Linked DNA regions of Gossypium arboreum: region 1 is linked to region 2. Evidence: chromatin contacts called from public Hi-C data. All regions are on one chromosome and are shown on one strand. The core of a region is the stretch at or near the end of the contact, and the rest is flanking DNA. Distances in the headings are between cores, read along the strand shown.

Region 1 (6,888 bases), core at 2,836-5,335, 47 kb after region 2:
ATGGAGACATAATAATCTAAATACAATATAAATTCTAAATTTATTTATTATAAGTATGATGAATTTTCTTATCAAGTAAATTTTTAATCAAATATTTTAATAAAATTAAAATTTTTATTTATAAATATGATAAATATTATAAAAATAAAAATAAAATAAAATGTCAAATTCAATATTATAATAAATATTAAAGACTATATGGATCAATTCAAAAAAATTCCAAAAAGAGCAACAATTTTAAAAATAAACATGAGATGTGAAAGGAGGATTTCTTTTCAAAATAAAGGATGATTTTGGCATAACTTTAAATTGAGTACATTTTATTTTTCAAATTTTTATCTCAAATTGTTTCTAGTAAAAAGCGTAACAAAATTTTCATTAAAAATTTAATTATTTCAAAAACGTTGAAATTGTTCTGAATTTATAAGAAGTTAGATTTGAGTGGTTTAAGTAAAGTACAAATTGGTCATTAAACTCTTGCCTTCATTTTATTTTGATCACTCTCGTTACTGTTAAAGAAATGATGAAAAGTTAATATAAATGTTTTATTAACCTAATTGTAAATTAGTGTTCTAATATTTATGCATTCTACTAATTTGATTTTAAATATTAAATATTTAATAAATTTAATTCTTAATTTTATAAAACTTATTATATTAGTTCGAATTATAAAAAAATAATAAATTTAACTTCAAACTTGACAAAATTTTTGAATAAATATAATTTTCGAAATACTATAGATAAAGATTAGCCCTTTCATTTATCTTTTCAATGGAGGATTTTGTTTTCACACCAAAGTTGGCTAAACAATCCTATAATGATGACATCTTTTCCTTTTTATCTTTTTATTTATTTAATCAAATAATGACCCATCATAAAAAATTAAAGCATCTATTTTTTTAAACAAATCATAGTTTGCCATCATCCAATTAATCAATGATATATACTTATAAATCATCAAATATAAATCTTAATAATAATAAATGTCATATAAAAATTTATAGTAATTAAAAAAGTTGCCATTTAAAAATTTATTGAATTAGAACTAAATTGATAAATTTTGTAAACATTGAGGACTAAATTTATTGATGATTTTATATTTAAGATCAAATTGAAAGAATGTGTAAACATTGGATTACTCAATTTGTTATTAGACAAATAAAAAAAAGCCCACCAACTTTTCTTCACTTATGCAACGACAACTAACGGAGAGAGTGACTAAAGTATTTGATTTCGAAAAGTTAGGTGACTAAATTAAAAAAAAATTTACTATAGTTCATTGACTAAAATAGGACGAAAGCAATAATTTAGTAACATTTTTGTAGTTTATCTTTTACCAAGGTAATGGCATCTCTAATTCTGGTAATGTGATATGGTGGAAATAATTGTATAAAACAAAGACGTCACATTATCATGTATCTCTTACCAATTATTTAATGCTATTTCAACATTTTTATTTATGTCATTGGCACATCGTTTTGGTCGTTTTCTTAACTTAAACCCTTACCCCTAAACCTTGAACTTTAGACCCTAAACCTTAAACCCTAAATTCTAGACCTCAGACCTTAGACCTAGTTCAGGGTCTTGGGTTCAAGATCCAAGGTCTAGGGTTGATAGGTGCTAAAAGTAACATGTTTTAGTCTCATTCTTAATGTATTTTTGGGTGATTATTTGATGTTAACTGTGAATTTTATACTCTTAATCCTTTAAATTCATGTTTTTATACTTAGGAGAGCAATTGGGAGCAAAATGAGAGAAAACCTAAAAATCAGAACAAGCTACAAGAGCTCCATGGGTTGACCTTTTCACACGGGCTGCCATACAACCATGTGGCAGATCGTGTCGATTTTATGAATTTGCACTCTGAATAGCGGAAAAACGTGATTTTAAGGTTTTTTGGGCATTCTAAGAGTATATATGACAAAAATAAGAAGATAGAAGGGAGATGCCATAGAATATTCAAGAAAACAACTCGAAAAAAGGCCATTGAAGCTAATTCTGAAGCAGATATCTGTCAAGATTGAAGACACCTAGTTGATTTCTCTGGAGATTATCATGAGTTTCTTTATTTCTTTCGGTTACACTGTGTTTAGGATTTTTTATTTTCAAACATGAACTAATTTTCTAAATACTTAGGGAGATGAACCCTATGACGGATTATGTCCTTTGATTTTTATTTTATGCAATAAATACTTAGATCTTATTCTCAATAATATGTGCTTAATTATTGGTTTGATATTTCTAGATTATTGATCCTTGTTTGATGTGTTTAAATCAGAGGAGGAATAGAACCTATAATTGAGTGGAGTTGCATGCAATCCTAGAAATAGGACGACATAAATCTAAGATATTAGAGTCGATCTAATAGAGGAATTCATAGGTCGAGTTAATGTGATAATAGGGCTTTTAATTAGAAAGAAATTTCAATTAATCACGCTAGAGTCAGTTGCTCTTATTTTTGAAAAAGATATTAGCATAATTTAGGGATTTCTACAAATCAAGATACTAAATGTAGACATTGCGTAATTTAGATTGATAATAACTAGGGCAAATTTCGGGTAAAACTGAATTAATTCGGTTAACCGACCAGATTCGATTAATCAGTCGGTTAACCGATTTGCTCATGGGTCGGTTAATAATTTTTTAGAAGTTTGGTTAACGGTTAATTCGGTTCGAAATCGTTTGATTAACCGAACTAATCGAATTTAATAAATAATATTATAATATAAAAGTATTCGGTTGGTTCGGTTAATTTTTTGGAAATATAAATTAATCAGTAGGTTAAGTCGATTAATTTTTTTTATACTTGTCTTAATCAAAAATAAAAATATAAAACCGAATTAACCAATCAAGTTCGGTTCGGTTAATTTTTTTTGAAAAAATTTCGATTTGGTTAACGGTTAAAGGTTTAAAAGGGTCAGTTAATTCGGCTAATCGTAGTTCGGGTCGGTTAACCGATTGAACATCCTTAATAATGACAGATGAAATCTAGTTGGATTCTTTCCTAGATACTGTTTTGCTTATTGGTTGTTAATCGTTTATTTTCTTGATTAGTTCTTTGTCGCGTTTGTCAGTAATTAATTTAGTTGATTTTAGTTTTTAATCAATCACTCGAATTTATCAGTTAAATAATAAAAAGATAATAATTACTAGTGTTTTTAATTTTCGTGGGAACGATATCTTTGCTCATCATAGCTATACTATTAATTGATAGGTGCTCTTGCTTCAGCTAAATTTTTAGTTGGTTTCGTGGTTATCAAGGGTCCAAAGTCCAAGATTTAGAGTTCAAGGTTCAGGGCTTTGGTCTAGGATTTAGGTTAAAAAAATTATCAATATATGTGTTAATAAGATTGAAAAAAATGCTGAAATAACACTAAATAATTGATAAGAGATTTAATATAATGTGACGTTTCTATTTTATAAAATTTAAACATGAAAATTCATTTGGGGTTGATTGGATATCCCTTGTGTTATCCTAAAAAAATATTGACATTTAATGTAATTCACCTATTTCCAACAATCATCTTCAAATCCGAAGACTGGAATAATTATGACCATATTATGATAAAATTGTCTTTAGTAAATAACAGATAAGGTTATCTAAACAAGTAGTTTTGGGTAATCTGAAATGGGAACACTGAGACCTAATGAAAATGGGTGAGAGGGGATGGTCCCCTATTAGCTAATAGCTAGTCGATGGTGGCAGTGATTGTAGAATAAGGAAAATAGGTACTAATCATCTCAACATAATGGCAACCTTTGTCGTAATGTCTGTAAGAACCTTACTTGTCTTTTGGTCCTCACCATTTCCTTCCCCAGAAAAATGACATTCTTATTTATATAGTATGTATATATGTGTGACGTTGGGTCACACTCACTGCGTTTTGCTCGCTTCACAAGTCCTCTTCAGTTTTATCTGATTGGTCACTCCCAGAACTAAGCTCTTTGCAACATGTCGTCTCGGTTTTTCTTTTTTCTATTTTTCCAAGTATTTATAATCGATTTTATACTCAGAGATTCAAAATAAACTCTCTCCCTCTCTCTTTTTTTTTAGGACAAAGGAAATTTTATATGTTCACTTTGGTTGGAAAAAAAAGTAATGGAATGAGGGCTTTTGTTGGGCATGCAATTTTACAAAATATGAAATGTATTTTTTTTTCAAAAACACTGCATTTTTTTCTGCCATTTAACAACAATAATGTGAAACCCAAGTCAAGTTCAAAGCATATGCATAGGTAGCAACAAAAATTTGTTGCTGTCTGGTCCCCAAACTTTCTATTCAAAAAAAAAAAAAAAAAACTGGTACTTTGGAAGATCATCTCTCTAGGTTGAAAAATAGTATTGGGTTGATTTTTAGTTTGATTTCTACTTAATTTGTGCAGGTACTAATTAAAAATATTTGAAATGAACAGAGATTAATTTTTATTCAATTTTAATTTGTTTTAAATTATATAATATAAAAAAATTATTTTAATGAAAAACTCTAAATTAGTAATAAAAAATCAATGAACTGAATTGATATAAATCTGTAAATTTTAGTTGGTACCATAAATTACCTATAATAAATAAATTTGGTTCATTTTTAAAAAGCCAAAACATCACACAATTTCCACAATGAATTTTATTGGTCCCATTAGCCAAAATGAAAATCCAACCACTAACATAACTACAAAATTCTGCCACTGTTAATGTTGAGAGAAATCTTGCAAATTAAAAAGACCTAATTTTGTTGCAAAAGTGAAAGTTAAAGTGAAACTTGTGTTTTGTGATGAAGAAAAGCTCACTATAAATAGGTAATAACATAACCCTGTTTCCAAGATGAAAGACGAAACAAGATGAAAAGTTACACTGGAGACTGAAACACGAAAGCATCATGCCAAACAGAATCTGAAGAAATCAAATCACCCACAGTGTTGTTGTCCCATCCCCTTTCCCCTCACTTTCTCTTGTCGGTGCTACAAGAGATTGCTACAGTAATAACATTTACATATGTTCATAAAAACATATGAAGCAATAAAGGGCGAAATGTGACATTACATTTTAGAATTTTAGAGTATGCATGCGTATACAAGGGTACAAAATATAGGAATTAGATTAAAGTGGAAGAGCTAACACTTGACAAATTGCATTGTAAGAGAGCTGTTTATGATCTCTTCTTTTGTTGGCATTTTAGTAAATGGTCCAAAACACACACAAGAAATCAATAACTAAAATAAGAAGTAAGGATCTAAAGGAAAATATAGGGAGTCTTCATCTTTGATGCCACTTGCATCCATCATTGCCTCTTTTAGCTTCCTGTGCCTTGTCCATTATCTGCTGCCCAGAGTCTTCATATTTATTATCCGCTTGACCAATGAATTAGTACAGTTATGGGTAGTTGAATCCATGATTTGGAGTTAATTACCTGTTGCATTGATTCCCTGGCAATTGGGCAGACCTGTCCATCATTCTGCTAGCCTTTTCCTGGAATATAACATAAAGGAATTGCACCCATATTTCAATCATATCAATGGGGTAAAGTACTGAACTATGGAAGGAAAGAGAAATGAAATCCCTGAGCCTGGGCCTGGGCCTGACCAACCTACTGGGTCATGCTCTGGAAGACCTATCCATATTTGATGTTGATTAATTTGGGGAATAATATAATTTACGCAACAAGATTTTAATTTTGTTAAAATCATGACAACTTTGTCATATAAAATTTATGCGTAAGTTAATTTAATTACTCAATTAAAATATAAATATGATAAATAATTAATTTAATTCTCATTTTAAGTAATTTCATACAATTAAATAATACCTAAAGAAATTAAATTAAATTCCAAGTCATTTATTGCCTTATTGAGGAAATGCATTTACCGCAAATAATAATTCATGGATCTATTTCTTATTTGTCTTTTTCATCTATTTATTAAAACAGTTCTTATTATAGAATTGAACTGAGCTAGTGAAGTGATCGATCATGCATATATAATTAAGGCTTAAATAATGGCTTAATGCATTATTTGGCACCTAAGTTTGAGATTTTTTTTAATATGGTGCATGTGTTGTTTTTTAGTTTGTTATATATTTTGATATTTGAAGATAACAATGTTAACTTTCAACTTTTAGTGTTTTAATTGATTTGACGAAAATTCATAATTAACTAAGAATATTAACAATTAACTTTTATTAAATTAACCTTAAAATCGAAATAAATTTATTTTATCAGACTATATTTGATAAATTAAACACAAAATTAAATAAATTTACAATTAAAATTAAATTTATTTTATTAACAGATTCATTAAAACTTATTGATGAGGTAAATTTTGTAAGGGAAACAAATGAACAAAAGAGTTTTCCTAGCAATTAATTTGTATTTTATTATATTTCTAGAGGACAATAGCTAAGGAAACGGAAACTTTTCCACACTTCTAAGCAACAGGCACCCTTATTACAACCCAAAATTCATTAAAACTGAAAATTCTAGGGTAAATCTTTCTTCTTGGCTCAATTTATATGAGCAAAATGAAGAAAATTTTGCCAGAACAAAAATCAAAAGCTAAAAATGCATACATACATACATATATATATATATATATAGATAGATAGGTGCCCGAGAGGTGTGGTAATTTGGGATCAAGCAGGAGTAGTTTCATTTGTTCATCCCCATTGTATCCTTCATGGCATCTGCTGCGCCTTGTGCTTTAGCCTGCATCTGCTGCCCAGCCTGCAATACAAATAAATCACCGTTTAGCTCATCTATGATATTCCAAACATCTAAAAAAAAAAAAAAAGAAGAGACATGTATAACCTGTTGCATTGAATCCATAGCAGATTGTGCAGTTTCCCTAGCCTTGTCTACCGTCTGACGGGTCTTCTCCTGACAAAATTAAAGGAAATGGA
Region 2 (6,316 bases), core at 244-2,743:
TAATCTACCAGTTTGCCTAGCAATTTGCCCCTCCAAATTCTAGATAGCATGTTACCCTTCTAAGATATTGACCACAACTATACTGCTCCGCCTCATATTCAATCCTTGTGTCATATTCAATCCTTGTGTCTAACACATGGATACGGGGACATGAACTTAGACAAATTTGATCATAAACCCGTATCCAACACTCACACCTAAGCCCGAGTAACATAGGACCTCAAATCAACCTCAAAGCTCCTTCAGATAACCCCTTCACAACTTGAGCTAAAGACCATCTAAGCTTTACTATACTGATAAAATAAGTTTGATGCATTCACCATAGAAAATAGAAATAGCTTTTTCCAAACAAAGACACACACACCTTCACTGTGGCAGAAATGACGTGGCAAGCAATCCTTGACGTACATGTTCCTAGCACGATTCTAGTGTACCCATTTTCAGAAGCAATCTACGACAGAAACAGTAGTCAATTTTCCATATCTTTTTCCACACATTCACAGCTCAAAGGTAAAATTTAGTATTAAACCTTTTGCAACAACAAGATCCGTAAACGAATTAGAAGATCTTCTTTCCCAGTAACATCACTAACAGCATCTAATAACTCCTTCAATCTCTCCTTACCATCAATGCCATCTGAAGAGAAAATACTCTCAATTGGAACAACAAACAACTCTTTCGACGGTGGGGCTAGATTTGACACAATTAATCTTATATCCTCAATTGCCTTCTCAATGTGTAGAGAAGTAAATGAATGAGTGGAACTTTCATCAATAAACGCGACTCCGACACCAAAAACCGGTAATGACTTGTCTTTATTAGCATCATAATTCTTCTGCGCTTTATATTGCATCTCATGCACAAATTGTAAAACTACCCTAAAACCACAAACATAAATAAACATTCTGAGCAAAATTACCCAAATCCTTCAAATTAAGAGAGAGAGAGTGAAAGAGAAACCTGGAGGAAGTTCCACCAGAGAAAGCAACGAGAACTTTATCAGGAGGAGTAATCATGGCGTTATAAGTAACAGCTTGCTTGAACTTTCCATAGAGATTGTTTTTAAAGCAATCCTTACAAAATCTGGAATTTTCCCCACCGATACCGCAGCACACGGGTTCGTTGACCTTGCACTTCACGCAGAGGTTTTGGCAACTGTTGCCCCCATTTACCGCTGCTTTTGTATTTGGTTTAGGCTGTTCTTCCTCCTCGTACCCTTTATAGCAACCGGAAGAATTGCAGGTTGACGAATTGCACGCCATCAGTCACCTTGTTGCTCTGTATCCTCGTCCTAGGGTTTATGACTAGAAACACTACGGGCTATAGCTTAGTTGCCTCAAATTACCCAATGCCCTTATTTCGTAAAAGAAAAGTTCTAGTTAATTAATTTACACTTTGCTCCTTAATTTCAAAAAATTACAACTTAAATTACTAAACTATTCAAATGTTGTCGTTTGAGTCATGGGACTAACGTCATTTTTAAAATGAGTTTATTGCACTTTTTATAATGTAGGAAAAATACTAGTAATCACAAAGCAACACTTGCAAATTGATTCCACGCTACCAACCTCAGAAATTTATTGCATCAACAATTCACATTCGAAATCAAAAATAGAATAAAACCTGATACTTTATATTAATAATCAATACAACATATTAGTTTCATACAATGATTTACAATTATTGAATTAAAACCAGCCATCATCTAAACTTATAGGTGCAAATACAAAAAAATTTACAACATGGGTATAACATGCTTCTATGTCATAATCTTCCAATTATAGTTTACATACAAAATGTTACCATCTTACAATTGCATAAATAAAAAGTTACTTAACTCATCACCACAATCATAAGGGGTTTTTACTAATTTAATAAAAAAAAAACATCAAAATAATACAAACATAAAATTATATATTAAAATGGTACATGTAGGGTGGTACCGCCTCTAACAGAGGTGTGATCACCTTACTTTTCTGACACCAGTTAAAAAAAATATTAATTTAAAAAAGAGAGTAGGATGTGCCAGAGGCAGCACTGGTGAAGCCTCTGTCAGAGGCGGCACCAGTTGCTGACGTGGCACAGGCGACACCTACTCCCCCAAACCCTCTATTTAAGCCATCAATGTTAAATAGAGGCACACACCACTAAAAAAAATTACAAAATAAGAGAGGGAGAAGTGAAGAAAGAAAGAAAAATAATTTTTCCGGTAAAAAAATACATAATAAGAGAGGAGAAGAGAAGAAAGAAAATGTATCTTCTTTTTGTTATTTTTAAATAGAATAGATTACAATAAGAAAAAATTATTTTATTAGTACTATATAGTTTGTTTAGTGTTTTTTTATGTTTTGTTTTAAAAGTTATTTTGTTTATTGTGATTTTTGGTAAATTTTGTATTTAGATTAATTATGTGTTTATTGTGAATGTTATGTTTTAAATTTTTTAATATATTTGAAAGTTTTTATGTTAGTAAAACTATTATACATATTGTTAATTAGTGATAACAATGAAAATATTTACATTATACATATTGTTAAAAATGGAAACATATTTGGTATTGCCTGATGAGATAATTAACTTTAGCACAAAGGGAAAAAGTTGATAAGATGATAAGAGAAGTGCAATAGCACAAAATGAAACTAGAAGAAGACATTATTCAACACCTTATTACCGTAAATCAAAAGATACAAAAAGTGTTGTGGAAGGGTCATGAACTGATTAGAAAGAATAAAGTGCAATACTTAACCCTTAGAAGGATATTAATAGAACGGAAGCACCAAATCATTTTAGAGAAACTTTGGAAGACATCGGTTCCAAGAACCTATTGGAATCTATTAAGCGGTATAGCATGAATATATCAGTGGATTACAAAGTTGCAGTGTCTAAACCGACATTATATATTGGGGAGTGTTGGAAGTCGGTGCAAGGCTACGATTGGCAGGTTCGAGCTGCATTTGTTCAAAATTCACAGATGTAGAAGATACGCAAATTTGTTGGGCCTCACACATGCACATCAATACATATGACAGAAGATCATCGAAAACTTGATTCCAAAATTATCTGTACATGTATTATGCCAAAGGTGAATGACATGCCAACCATTAAAGTTTCAGTACTGATTGCCAAAATGCAGGTATGATTTCAGTATCAAGTATCATATCGAAAGGCGTGGATAGCTAAACAGATGGCAATAGAGCAATTGTATGGGAATTTTGATGTGTCGTATAATGAGTTACAGGGATGGATAGCCGCTATGCAAGAGTACGTACTGGGGACTGTCATTAAGTTACAAACACGACTTTATTACAGCCCGGATGACTAACTACAACCGGGAAAAAAAATTTCCATCAGTTGTTCTAGACGTTTGATCGATGTATGTGGGCATTTCCCTACTGCAAGCCGTTTGTGCAAATAGATAGGACCTGGCTATATGGAAAATATACTCATATCCTACTCCTTGCGGTTGCTCAAGATGGCAACAAGAACATGCATTTAGGTCAATTTAACCCTAGGGGTATTTCGGTAATTTATCTACTAGGGGTAAAACTGTAAATTTTCCACTTTTAAAGGTATTTCAGTAATTTATCTATTTTAGGGTTTTTCATGCATATTCCTACTTTTCACGTACTAACAAAATCACGTACCAAGGGTTCTTACCGAATTGGGCCCATTGGCCCATCATTCCAATTTTGGTCATTAAGCCCAAAAATATCGAGGGCACAGAAATCATGCAATTTGCAGTCCAAATTTTGCAGCTTACCAAAAACATTAATCGATTTACCTCACGAGCATTCGCACACTCACAAATCTACAAAATACCGGTTTTCGGCATTTCGGCTTTTTGACTTTTGCCGATCCAGACTAAGAAAGACGGTGTTAGTTACACACCTGTTTGCGACGATATGCTGATGAGATCCACACACGAACTGCCTACAATTGGATTACTAACACATTAATCTAACTATTCAAATACGAACTACGTATTAACCCCTTACAATATTCGACCAACCACACCTAAAGATCATAGTAAGCTTATAAGAAATCAATAAGCAACTCATTAACAAATTTTTGTCAATGTTTACCACATAATTATAATCTCACTGCAAGCTGTCTTCCTGAACAAAAGTCACTAAATCATTTATAACTAGAGCTACGAAACTCCAAATCAAGTGCTGTTAATTTTACCTGAAAATAGACTCATATATATTATATCCATAAAATTTTCAGAATTTTTGGTTTGGCCAATCAATACCAGATTTTTCTCAAAGTTTCGCATGTTTCACTGTTTGACTAATCTGACCACTCTTAATTACGAATCAGATTTCTTATTGTACAGAATTCAAAATATATTCTCGTTTATTTCATTTGAAACTAGACTCAACAAGCTTTAATTACATAATTTATTCAGCTTCTAATTCATCTCCCACAATTTATGGTGATTTTCCAAAGTCACGTTACTGCTGCTGTCCCAAGTAGATTTATTACCAAATTCACTCTTTCACACATAACTTGCATGCATGTTATTTAAACATGTATATCACCAATAAATCATCACATATCTATGATTTTACTTAAGTATAATCTCCATTTCATCATTTTAAAGCACAACATGTTAGCCAATTTTTCCCTTTAGCATCTGAGGCACATGCATGTTCATTTGTTTAGCTCAACTTCACCTATCTTCCATTTTTCATCAAAAGAACATGAAACAATAACCATTTCCTTCATTTTAATTCATGACCAAATGCTCACAACACAACCAAAAACCAAAATATGCTTCAAGAGCTAAGGTAGAATCAAGAAGAACTCATGAACATCAAGATAGAAGCAAACTACCATGAATTTACCTTCAATTTTCTTCCCCAAGTGACCAAACATTCAAGAGCTTTCTCCTCTCCTTTCTCTTCTCTAACTTTCGGCTATGATGAACAAAGATAGACAAAACTTTGTTCTTTTCACCCCTTTTTCTTTTAATAAAATTTCATATTTCATCCATTTAATTCTTTAATACAAAAGACATGAAATGCCCATCATGGAACATTTACGTAAACCATTATCATGGAACATTTACCTAACCTATTATCATGGAATATTTACCTAATCCATTATCATGGAACATTTACCTAACCCATTATGAATTTGTACCATGAATTATGGATATCAAGTGCTCATATTGTCTACAACAACATGATGGCTGGCCACTTCATGTAAAATGGAAGGTTTGTCATGCAAATCCTCTTATTTTGCACTCCTATTTATTTGGCCACTTCAATTTAGCCTATAGCATTTTCAAACATTTTCACATAGGCTCTATTTCATAATTTCACCCCATTTTTCTTATAGAACAAAAATTAACTAAAATTGCCGGGTTCTATCTTAAGCTTGGGCCTTCTAGAGGCCCACTAACATAATTAAACCTATGCCAACATTCACAGAATTCCCGAAAATTGGGGCGTTACAACTCTACACCCCTTAAAGAAATTTCGGCCTCAAAATTTACTTGATCCAAATAGTTGAGGGTATTGTTGACGTATAGTCTCTTCTGATTCCCAAGTAGCTTATTCCCTTCCATGATTACGCCACAGTACTTTTACCAACGGAACCAACTTCCTTCTTAGAACTTTAACCTCTCGATCTAAAATTTGTATGGGTTTTTCCTCAAAGGTCAAATCAGTCCTTACTTCAATCTCCTCCACTGGCACAACATGTGAGGGATCCGATCGATATCGTCTTAACATAGACACATGAAAGACGTCATGGATTCTGTCTAACTCTGGTGGTAACTCTAACTGATACGCTACTGGCCCTACCCGCTTAAGAACCCGATAAGGCCCTATAAACCGCAGACTCAATTTGCCTTTCTTGTCGAATCTCAAGACCTTCTTCCAAGGTGAAACCTTTAAGAAAACCATATCCCCAACCGTGAACTCTATCTCTTTGCGCTTTAGATCCGTATACGACTTTTGTCTATCAGATGCCTCCTTTAATCGATCTCTTATCAACTTAACCTTACTTTCAGTATCTGCCACCAACTCCGGTCCAAGCACCTGTCGTTCACCCAACTCTGTTCAACACGTAGGCATACGACATCTCCGCCCATAAAGTGCCTCATATGGAGCTATCTGAACACTTGTTTGGTAGCTATTATTGTATGTAAACTCCGCCAATGGCAAGTAGTCCTCCCAACTCCCACGAAAATCGATGATACAACCCCTTAACATATCCTCCAAAATCTGAATAACCCTCTCCATTGTCCATCATGCGTGGGTGAAAAGCGATGTGGAATCCAAACGTGTACCCAATGCCTCCTGCAACT

What was found. A called contact is a pair of places that touch in the nucleus more often than the background predicts.
Region 1: a Hi-C map of leaf shows a contact between it and region 2, with 2.7 times the contacts expected there. The contact joins the enhancer-like site here to the promoter of LOC108450229 in region 2. A contact is called at or near these places in 2 of 5 Hi-C or Micro-C datasets (both in leaf).

The regions. Positions count from the first base shown.
Region 1 is chr11:23,447,621-23,454,508 of ASM2569848v2, forward strand. LOC108452781 (a long non-coding RNA gene) reads right to left here. Exons shown (of 3, transcript XR_001866443.2): 2 at 6,797-6,865; 3 at 6,340-6,712. Among protein-coding and RNA genes, the nearest start is that of LOC108452781, 3.7 kb to the right of the region's middle. Within about 2 kb of position 4,086, at least 2 of the 2 cell types and tissues checked have an H3K27ac peak or open chromatin away from gene starts, as enhancers often do. A contact at or near this core is called in leaf, where this site is marked.
Region 2 is chr11:23,403,144-23,409,459 of ASM2569848v2, forward strand. It overlaps LOC108450229 (cytoplasmic tRNA 2-thiolation protein 2), which reads right to left and starts at 1,494. Exons shown (of 7, transcript XM_017747758.2): 1 at 961-1,494; 2 at 530-878; 3 at 365-451. The coding sequence starts at 1,262.